Regions from separate parts of the Sus scrofa genome. Here region 1 is linked to region 2. A link is a contact called in public HiChIP or PLAC-seq data. All regions are on one chromosome and are shown on one strand. The core of a region is the stretch at or near the end of the contact, and the rest is flanking DNA. Distances in the headings are between cores, read along the strand shown.

The links. HiChIP or PLAC-seq counts read pairs in DNA pulled down with a chosen protein or histone mark.
Region 1: an H3K27ac HiChIP or PLAC-seq map of skeletal muscle shows a contact between it and region 2. The contact joins the enhancer-like site here to the promoter of TSHZ2 in region 2. A contact is called at or near these places in 7 of 47 Hi-C or Micro-C datasets (embryonic fibroblasts, fetal skeletal muscle, heart right ventricle and 2 more) and 1 of 2 datasets of contacts at active chromatin or transcription factors (skeletal muscle).

The regions. Positions count from the first base shown.
Region 1 is chr17:54,201,167-54,205,849 of Sscrofa11.1, forward strand. The region is part of intron 1 of TSHZ2 (teashirt zinc finger homeobox 2); the gene reads left to right. Among named protein-coding and RNA genes, the nearest start is that of TSHZ2, 92 kb to the left of the region's middle. Within about 2 kb of position 1,790, at least 22 of the 83 cell types and tissues checked have an H3K27ac peak or open chromatin away from gene starts, as enhancers often do. A contact at or near this core is called in fetal skeletal muscle, retroperitoneal adipose tissue and skeletal muscle, where this site is marked.
Region 2 is chr17:54,109,525-54,114,414 of Sscrofa11.1, forward strand. It overlaps TSHZ2 (teashirt zinc finger homeobox 2), which reads left to right and starts at 1,738. Exons shown (of 5, transcript NM_001114674.1): 1 at 1,738-1,777. The coding sequence starts at 1,738.

The DNA of each region.
Region 1 (4,683 bases), core at 540-3,039, 92 kb after region 2:
ACACACACACATCTGCTCAAGCGTCCATATAACAAGAGAGGAAATGTACAGAGGCTCTGCTGGATGGGGGAAGCTATTAATCCAGTGGCTTGGCAGTTAGACACTTGAAAAAAGATGACTTCTTACATGCAATTGTCACCATGTTAATAACGAAATATTGATCAGTTCCTGCTTAATGAAAATCAACTTATCCTAATTTAGCCCTGCAAAGAAGACCACTTAGGGTCTCATCCCTACATTTGCATTGTCCATCTGTGTATTTTTCACAGTTGTGTTTATTTATTTTGGTCCATGGAGCTGAGAACCGGAGAGGGAAAAGGGAGCAATTAATATCAGGTCTACCAAATTTATTTTTCTTTTCTTCCTTTTTTGAAATTCAGTGATCTGATTTAGTGAGAAAAACCTTCTCGGAGACTTTATAACATAATGGGCTTTGGTGATTTTATGATTAAATGATTACAATCTTTGTCAATAGAAATACTGTTATATGAGAAATACAAAGCCTTAGAAAGTCACTAACAGTCCTGATCTATAGCTCAATTTATAGCTTTTTACAACCGTATATACGTTGCCTTCAGAACTGGATTCTCCTCACGAGATTTATCAGTCTGAATTGTGGAGAACAATTTTACACAGAGAAGCTCTGTCTAATAGCCTATCTTAATTAGCTGCCAATTTTGTGAATTATTTCTGTTTTATAGTCACAGTTTTTCTACTCATTTATTTACCTGTGATTTTGAAATTATCTGTGAAGCAATCTCTTTAGGATAATATGGAAATGAGTCAGTGAGTGTTGCCTCCTAAAAATGTAGATCATTTTGATTTACAATTTAAAATGTAAATACTTTAAGGTCAGGCCTCTGTGAAAAGAATAATTCACGAGTCGCCACAATGTTCATTCATACTTGTACATTTATTATCCAAAGGCACACAGAGTGTGTGTGTGTGTGTGTGTGTGTGTGTGTGTGTGTGTGTGTGTGTTTACCGACGTGGCTGCTTTTATTACTTCTGTTAGCTGTTGTTGCAAGGAGGTTCACATAAACATTTATATAGGTTTTAGAAAACAGTTGTTACTGAGGAAGAACCTTTTTCTGTTTACACAAATTCAGAACAAAGAAACATTGCCATAGCTTCCGGTAATTGACATGTGGGCGTGTTTTTCAAGTCACTGACTGGAAGAAGTGAGTGTCTGAGATTTATTTTTGACAGGACTTAAATTACTGGTGGCCTGACACATTTTTGAACAATTACTAGACATTGAGGTGTTTAAAGGAATGGGTACTGTTTGTTTCAGGGACGGGGAAGTTTCAAAACCGTTAGAACAAAACAATTTTCCATTTGATTAGTAAGATGCTAACACTTACATTTATATGACTAAATAGCACATACAGAGTTGACTCGTAAATGAGTTTTTTTGCTCGGAATAAAAGTCATACTTAAAGAGAAAAATCCCTCCACTTGATGCGTTGGTGAGTCCTGGGAATTCAAGAGAGGAACGGGCCTCTTTGCTCACTGTCAGTTTCTTCCCGCCTCTGGTGCTTTCAGATCAGTCCCTGAAGTACACAGAGCAGAGAGCTTTGTCCTGCTTTGTTTCAAATGTCTCGAAAACTAGGGCTTAATGTTCATTAATTAGTGACTATCTTTCAGGAGCTTCTAGACATTGTTTAACCAGCCATCTGAACTCCGACTGGAAAATTAAAATTCACGATTCAGGAACTGCTCGTGTCCCCCAAAGATAAAGCATCTACAGCTGCCATAATTGGCAGTGCATCGATGTCTTGAGTCATCCAAAAAGTCAAAGCAGTCATGTTTCCTCCCCCTTCTTTCCTGTTAGTGTGTCTGATGAAAATAAAGGACTGTGAGGTTTCCAGTCCTTTTCTTTTGTTGTTCCTGTGGCTTAAAAAGAAGGGCAGGCTTTGGGGGAGGGATCTAGCTCGTGGATTTACCTATTCTAATTCTTAAAGGTGCAGGTAAGGAAAAGCCAGAGCTTTTGCTTCTCGATCCAACACTGGTGATTGAGGTGTTAACATCCCTCCAACGTCTTTTTCCTCCCCCTGGGTCCAGAGACAGCCGTGAAGTCATGGCCTCTGACGACTCCTAGAGCATTATTCAGTACTGACTGTATTTCAAAAACCAAACCAAAACTAACGAAACAAAAGAAAACCAAAAATTCCCTTTCACCTTTTTTTCATCAGCAACACAAAGAACGTTGTACTCTCCAGCATCTGGAGCATTTGTTCTCACCTTGGGGTGATGTAGCCTATTCTTGGAGGGGACCTTTGGCAATTTTTGAAGATGTTTTTGGTTTTCACACCTGAGAGTTGCTACTGCTTCTAGTAGGCAGAGACCAGGGATGCTGCTAAACATGCCCCAATACACAGGACGGCCCTCATGACAAAGAATTATCTGGCCCCAGTTGTCCATGGTGCCGAGGTTGAGCAATTCTGGCAGAGAGTACTGAGGTAAAAATGCTGGTTCTCTCATGTTCTGTGCTGCTGTATGTTGCTGTTTTGCTGGGGAGAGGGGGTTCCCCTAACCTATACATCCCAGCCAAGAAGGATCAAGAATGCTGAACTGGGGAGTTCCCATCATGGCTCTGACTAGCATCCATTAGGATGCAGGTTCAATCCCTGGCCTCACTCAGTGGGTTCAGGATCTGGTGTTGCCACGAGCTGTGGTGTAGGTCACAGACATGGTTTGGATCTGGTGTTGTGTCTGTGGCATAGGCCAGTGGCTATAGCTCCAGTTTTTCCCCGAGCCTGAGCAGCTCCATGTGCCGTGGGTGTGGCCCTAAAAAGACAGAGAAAAAAAAAAAGAATGCTAAATTGGGCTGGAACAGAGGTAGTTCAGGAAATCATTTTCCTTCTAGTAGATTGAGGACATTAAAGCCACACTGCTCATGTTCCCAGCTTCTTTAAAAGAACATGATATGCAAATAACTATAAGTTCAGAAAGAATTCTCTGTGCAGATAACAAGACAACAAAACCATAATGATGTAGCAATATTAATTACCACCTCAGGGGAGGGGGAGGTGGTCCTACTATGTTCCCATTTTAGGAATAAGCCCTTTCTGGGTGTTGCTTCATTGACTGCTCACAACAGCTCTGTGAGATGGTATATTACTGGGAGCACACCTGAGTTCTAAACTATGTCTGTCCCCTCCTGATTTTGTAAGCTTGGAAGGTAAGATTTTCTTTCTAGTCTGCTTATGCTTTATTGTAATAGGAGAGAGTGAATCTAAATTATGTCTTATTCCCACCCAACTGCTAGGAACCCAGAAAATTCATTAAGTATCCATAGATTTTAATTGATGTGATTAAAAATAACTGCCTTGGCTCTATTCTCCTCTTCTCAGCTGAGTGTTTTGACATCACCCCTGGAAGATTTTCCAAAATTCCCCTGGGAAGTCAACATGAGGGATCTGGAAAATACAGGAAGAATGTGAGAAGGGGCCATTTCCTCTGGTTCACTGGGGGTCAGGCAGGCACATTCACTAAAACAGGAGAGGTCATTAGCCTTGGGGGGAAAAGAATACCCTTCTACTCATCCATCCTTCCTCCCATCCATCCATCTTCCTTTCATCCATCCATCCAACATCCATCCTTTCATCCTTTCATCCATCCAACCATCCATCCATCCATCATCTACTTCCATCCACACACATGGATAGAGATACATCTGAAATGCAATTCAGCAGAAATTAGGACTTACCTCTAGAGGCTGGAATATTAGATAATTTTTAAACTTTCCGTATAATTTTTATTACTTAAATACGGTTAAGTGTGAGTCATCTTTAGCAATGAGATTATTATTTTTATAAGAAAGAGGGTGATAGGGGATGAGCTGATGGATGCTTTTCAGCAGTCCAGGAAAACTGTTGTGCTAGTTTAAGAGAGTGCTTCCCGTCTTCTATTAACTCTGTTCTGCCAAGTTAAAAAAATTGGTCTATTTTCTGTCTGGGGTATAAGCTGATTGATGTAACTTTTCATTCTGAAATATGCATGTTTAATTATAGTGTTCCTCTGACCTCAGTGTTTGTTACTTTTACTATACATTAGCTAAAAGTAGAGACTGTTCATCATAAGGATTGGTTACAGGATTTTTCTGGGCCATGATTTTGCTACAGACAATGGGATTTCCAATGAAATGTAAGATGCTTTTTCAAATTTTTTTATTTATTTATTTTTTTGTCTTTTTGCCATTTCTTGGGCCGCTCCCGCGGCATATGGAGGTTCCCAGGCTAGGGGTCCATTCGGAGCTGTAGCCGCCAGCCTACGCCAGAGCCACAGCAACGCGGGATCCGAGCCGCGTCTGCGACCCACAGCACAGCTCACAGCAACGCCGGATCGTTAACCCACTGAGCAAGGGCAGGGATCGAACCCGCAACCTCATGGTTCCTAGTCGGATTTGTTAACCACTGCGCCACGACGGGAACTCCTGCTTTTTCAAATTTTAATGAATTTGCTGTCTGGCTACAGAGATAAATGAAGGAATAGTCTCTGCCTTACCAATCTTGGTTTGTAAGTGACATGTGTATAGCTTTTCCTACCTTCATAATGTTCTCGGTAGACTCTTATGCATCTTTTTAAAGCTTGGTCAAATGTCACCTCCTCAGTGGAGCGCTCCTTGACTACTGTGAAGTTAAATGTTTTCTCCTTTGATTGAAAATGTAAAGGTTTCCC
Region 2 (4,890 bases), core at 488-2,987:
ACGTTTGACCCTGGTAAGCCCAGTGGAGAAAAAGAAGAGATAAATGGGATGGGGAATGGAGGTGTGTGTGTGTGTGTGTGTGTGTGTGTGTAAAACTTTAAGGTAGGTCTCTGGGAGAAAGTGACATTTAAGCAAAGAAGGGGTATCTGGGGGCAAGCTGTCTGCCCCCCCCCATTAGCATACAAACATTAGGAGGCCAGGCTCTTCCCTTTCTCTATGGCTGCTGTGTCTCTGGAATAGGCACACAGTAGGTGCTCAATAAATGTATTTGATGAAACAAAGCACTATGTGATTAATCTATCAAGGAGGCAGATGGGAGATTCTTGTTTTCATGACCATCCAGAGATTGGCAAGAAGGTGGGAGAAGCAGAGGATTAAATTTCAGGGGGTGGGGAGGACATCTCTGTGGGCAGATTAAGAGATTTGGAGGATGGCGGTGATCACTCTTAAGGTGCCCACCCGCTTCACTCCCCAAAGCACACCTAAGTTCTCAGGCTCCTGTGTTGATAAGGCTCCTGTTAATGGTCCTGCCGGTCAGCTCACCTGGCCCCCTGCGGCTCCTTCCATCATCCTCCCCCCTTTTCTCCGTCATCCCCTCCTCTCCCACCCCTCCCCCGAGGGGTGTCTGCTCGCCCGGTGGGCACGTCCTCGCACCAGCGAAGAGGGAAGAGGGCTCACGGAGGAGCCCACCCCGGGCGGCAAGCCCGGGTCCCCGCCCCCAGCTCCCCGGCGGGACACTGTCCCTTTAATAGACTCCCTCTGCCTGGCGCTCTGCGGCTGGGGAGTAAATTTCTCCCTGTCATCAGGTCGCGGGGAGAGGAGGAGGAGGAGGAGTTTGTTAATGTTCAGTTTGTTCAGCGGGATCGATGTTTGCTGGCATCGCCTCGCCCTGTCTTGTGTGTGTGTGAGAGTGTGTGTGTGCGTGTTTGTGTGTGTGCGCGCATATGTGGGGGGTGTGAGTGTGTGTGAGTGAGAGGAAGCGAGAGTGCGTGCGTGCGTGTGTGTGAGTGTGTCTGTGTGTGTCTGTGTGTGTGTGAGTGTGTGTGAGTGAGTGAATTCCAGATTTTCTGTCTTCCCAAACCCGCTCCTGTCCTCTCGCATATCACTCACAGACGGGGATCTGACAGCAGCCACAAACCTACAGTGAGTGATCCCTCTCTGCCCCCAGCACGAATCCGAATCCGCCATAGAGATCGCGAGGAGGAGGAGGAGGAGGAAGAGGAGGAGGAGGAGGAGGGAAAGAGGAGAAGGAAGAAGAAAAAGAAGAAACCACTACCTTCCCAGGATTGCCTTTTTTTTTTCCTTATCTTTACGCGCGCGTGTGCGTCCCTCGTCCCTTCCATTCGAACCCGGTCTTGGATGTTTAATAAAGAAATCAAGTGTCTCAACAGTCACCAAAAAAAAAAACAAACCAAAAAAAAAAAATTCCAAAAAGCAAAAACAAAAAGAGAGAAAGAGAGAAAAAAAAATCCAAAACAAACAAACAAACAAGGCAGAACCAACCTCTACTTCAAACCAGCCGGCACAGCCACCCGTGTCTGCCACCCAGAGAGGGGGGTCTCTGGCCCGTGGTGGAGGAGTTGCAGGGGGGATCGTCAGGGGGACAGAGGCCGAGTGACGCCCTAGGAGCCACCGGGCAGGAGGCGGAGGAGACCCAGAGAGGCGAGAGAGACAGCGGGCCCCCGCGCGCGGCTCGGGGCTGGGGCGCCAGAAGTGGGACTGGAGCGAAGTAGAGCGATGCCAAGGAGGAAACAGCAGGCACCCAAGCGGGCGGCAGGTAAGAGAACGGCTCCGCTTCGGGGCTGCCGGGCCGGGCTGGCCGGTGCGCCGAGCTCCTCGCCTGCCTTCCTCGCCCCGGGTGCCCCAGGACGCCACCCCTCTCGGCTTTCGGGGGAGTTCGCTCCGGGTGCCCCTCTCTGCCCCACTGATAACCCCATCCTCTCTCGCCTTCTCCAGTCTCCTAAATCCTCCCCTTTCCAGGCTCCGGTTTGGGGGTGGGGGGGCAGATGGGGGAAGCTAGCCCACCAAGCCTTCCCTCCTTAAACTTTTTTCCCCCACCTTCTTCCCCACCCCTAACTTTCTCCCAGTCTGCTTCTTGCCTCTCGGGCCAAAGTTGGGTTGAGGACTTGGGGTGCGGAGTGGGGAGGCATTCCTTCCACCCCCGCATCCCTCCGCGTGGTCAGTGCCAGTAGCTTCTGGCCTCGAGGGACAGCGTCTCCTCCCGCTGGGTTTGGGGCGCTGAAGGGTGAGCCATGCCCCAGCCCCAGGCTGCAGGCTGGCTTTGGGGCTAGCAATAGAGTTAAGTTTTGATTGCCAAGGTGGAAAAAACCACCCCAGGAAACGAAGGAGCCTTTGAATATGTTTTCTAAAAGGATCTACGTTTGGAAATCTAATCAACACTCTCCCTTCTCTTAGGGGGAAAAAAAATGCCCCTTGAACACTGAAACAGCTCTGGATTTTCTTTGCACAGAGTTGCAAACTTTGTAAATTGATTTGTATGGTGGGAACTATCCTATCTGAATTCTTATTTACCACCTCCTTCTACAAAACAAAAACAAAAAAAAAGAGAGAAAGAGAAAGGAACAGGTTAATGGATTAGTATATTAGATCTTGTAAAGAATTTTTTTCTTTTGGGTTGCTTAATTGCTTTTTTAATAGTATGCTGGGGTTTTGTTTCTCGGAAGTGTAATATGAAAGTTCATTTTTCTCCTGCCAGACCCACCCACTGAAAAATCAGCTTTCCACTTGATTGCTAGTTTTGATTTGACATTTGATTGATCACCTGTCATCTCACTGCCTTTGATCTATTCATTCTTGATATATATCAATAAATCACTCACCATGGTAACTCAGAGTGCCAGTGACGCAAGCCTTGCCCTCTAGATTCAGAGCCAGACATGCACAATTATTATCTTGTTTGGCTTTTAATGTGGGCGTTTTTATTTTCTTTGTGTCCTTCAGTTGAATCGGGGCTTTAGCAAAAAGCTTAAGTTTTTTTCCTCTTCTTTCTGTCTTTACCTTCATGCTTTAGGCAGCATCAGTTAAGGCTCGTCTTCTGCAGATCCACCACGGTATTTCCTTCTGTTCTGACTGGAGCGAAACATTAGGGAGAAGAAGTTTGGTGGAACACTTTCATAAAGTTTGCAAAGCCACCCTCAGAACAAAAATACGAAGTTAGTCACAAATCTGAGCAAAGTGGGTGTTTGTGTCTGAATATGCTGGACCACCAAGCTCATCCTCCATCGTGGCCTGATTCCAGTACGAGTGGCAGTACATGTGCTCTGAGATAGCCACAGTTATCTTCCCTTCTGAGTGCAGAATTGCTTCTGTAACTGTGTATAGATGGGTGGGAAATATCATTTATAAAGCTTTAATTCGTGGATTTTCCAATTGTTTCTCTAAGAGCAAAATGATTTGAGTACTTTTAGTACTGTGTATATTTAGAACTTGCCTAGTCAATGAGGTGTTCTTTTTTAAATTCTAGCTACCTCTTTTGCAAACAATTTCTCCCTCCTACCCCTGTCCTTTTCTACATTTAACTCACTTATTTTTTAAAAACTTAGATTGCTTTGCAATCTGAACAGCATTGGGGAGTGTACAGGCCTTTTAGACTCAGGAAGAGTACGCCTGCCTCATCTAGTTCTAGCAACATAAGTTTAAGTATAGCTAGATTATTAGAGATAACATCCTTATTGTTGTCCCAAAAGAGATCCCTGGGCAACAGTCCAGCAAAAGTGATACTGCCCTGAAAATTACTCTTTTTTCCCCCTTGTTGTTCCGGTAAAGGCCATCAACAACTAGGCAGTAATTTAAATTACCAGAATGACTGGACATGTCTCCTTTGGTAAGCTCATTACAAAAAGTGCATTGCTCAGAATTGCACTACTTTGATTATAATTATCCTCTGATCAATGAGGATCCAGGTGTACGTAACATAATGCTGTATCACATTATTTAAATTAGATCCTTTTCATTAAGCTGATATCCACTGGAGCTAGCTTGTCTGTTTACTGTAGTGTATGTGTTTGTGTGTCCGTATTAGAAAGTTCTGACTGTAGTTTCAGTTTTCTGGCCTATTGTGTTCCTAGTGTCTTTATATGTTTGTTTTCATGGCTTTTATTATTTTCACTGGAAGAAGTGGAAACCCTTGTCAAGCTGAAAGGGAATGATTCATTTTGTACACAGTGAGGCCCCTCTTACGGTATTTATTTGCTCACATTATTACTAGAGTGGATATGTGTTCATGTAATGTTTCTTTCCTCTGAAGTCATCTGTGCCGTACTGTTTTAGCTGAGGCGGAGATTCGCAAGTAAAGTTAGCCACTTTGATATCCTTTAGCCAGTTAACATCCTGGGAGAAGAACAAGGTGGGTTCTAGGACTGTGGCCATACTAACTTTTATCACTGCTTAAAATTAAACACAATGCACAACTGTAAGTAATTATTCCCATGGGCTGATGTTGAAAGCTTGATTTCTAGCTTGATTAATGAATAATGTAAGATAGAAAAAGCCCGTGAGTAAATCAGAACTGAGACTCTCTTTCCCAAGAACTGTTCGAGGCAATTTGATTCCTTTGCATTATTAGTTTTAAGTTCCACGTTTCAAGGAATCAATTACGGAACTTTCTAATAAAGCAGGTATGCGGATAGAATGAGCGAGATGATATTATAAGTGATGGGGAATGTTAGTCTTTATTGGTTATGTTCCTCCCCCCTTTAGGGGAAGGGCTATGAGGTAGGCAGTTCTCTTTAAGGAAACAGCGAAGTCAGAACACTTCCCTCCGAAATGTCATTCTCCCTGGCTTTCTAAAGCTACGCTGTTCCACCATACTGTTACTTCGGGTGAGGAAAAAAGTTTAGAAAGCAGCCCACGGTACCCCAGGGGTTTGTG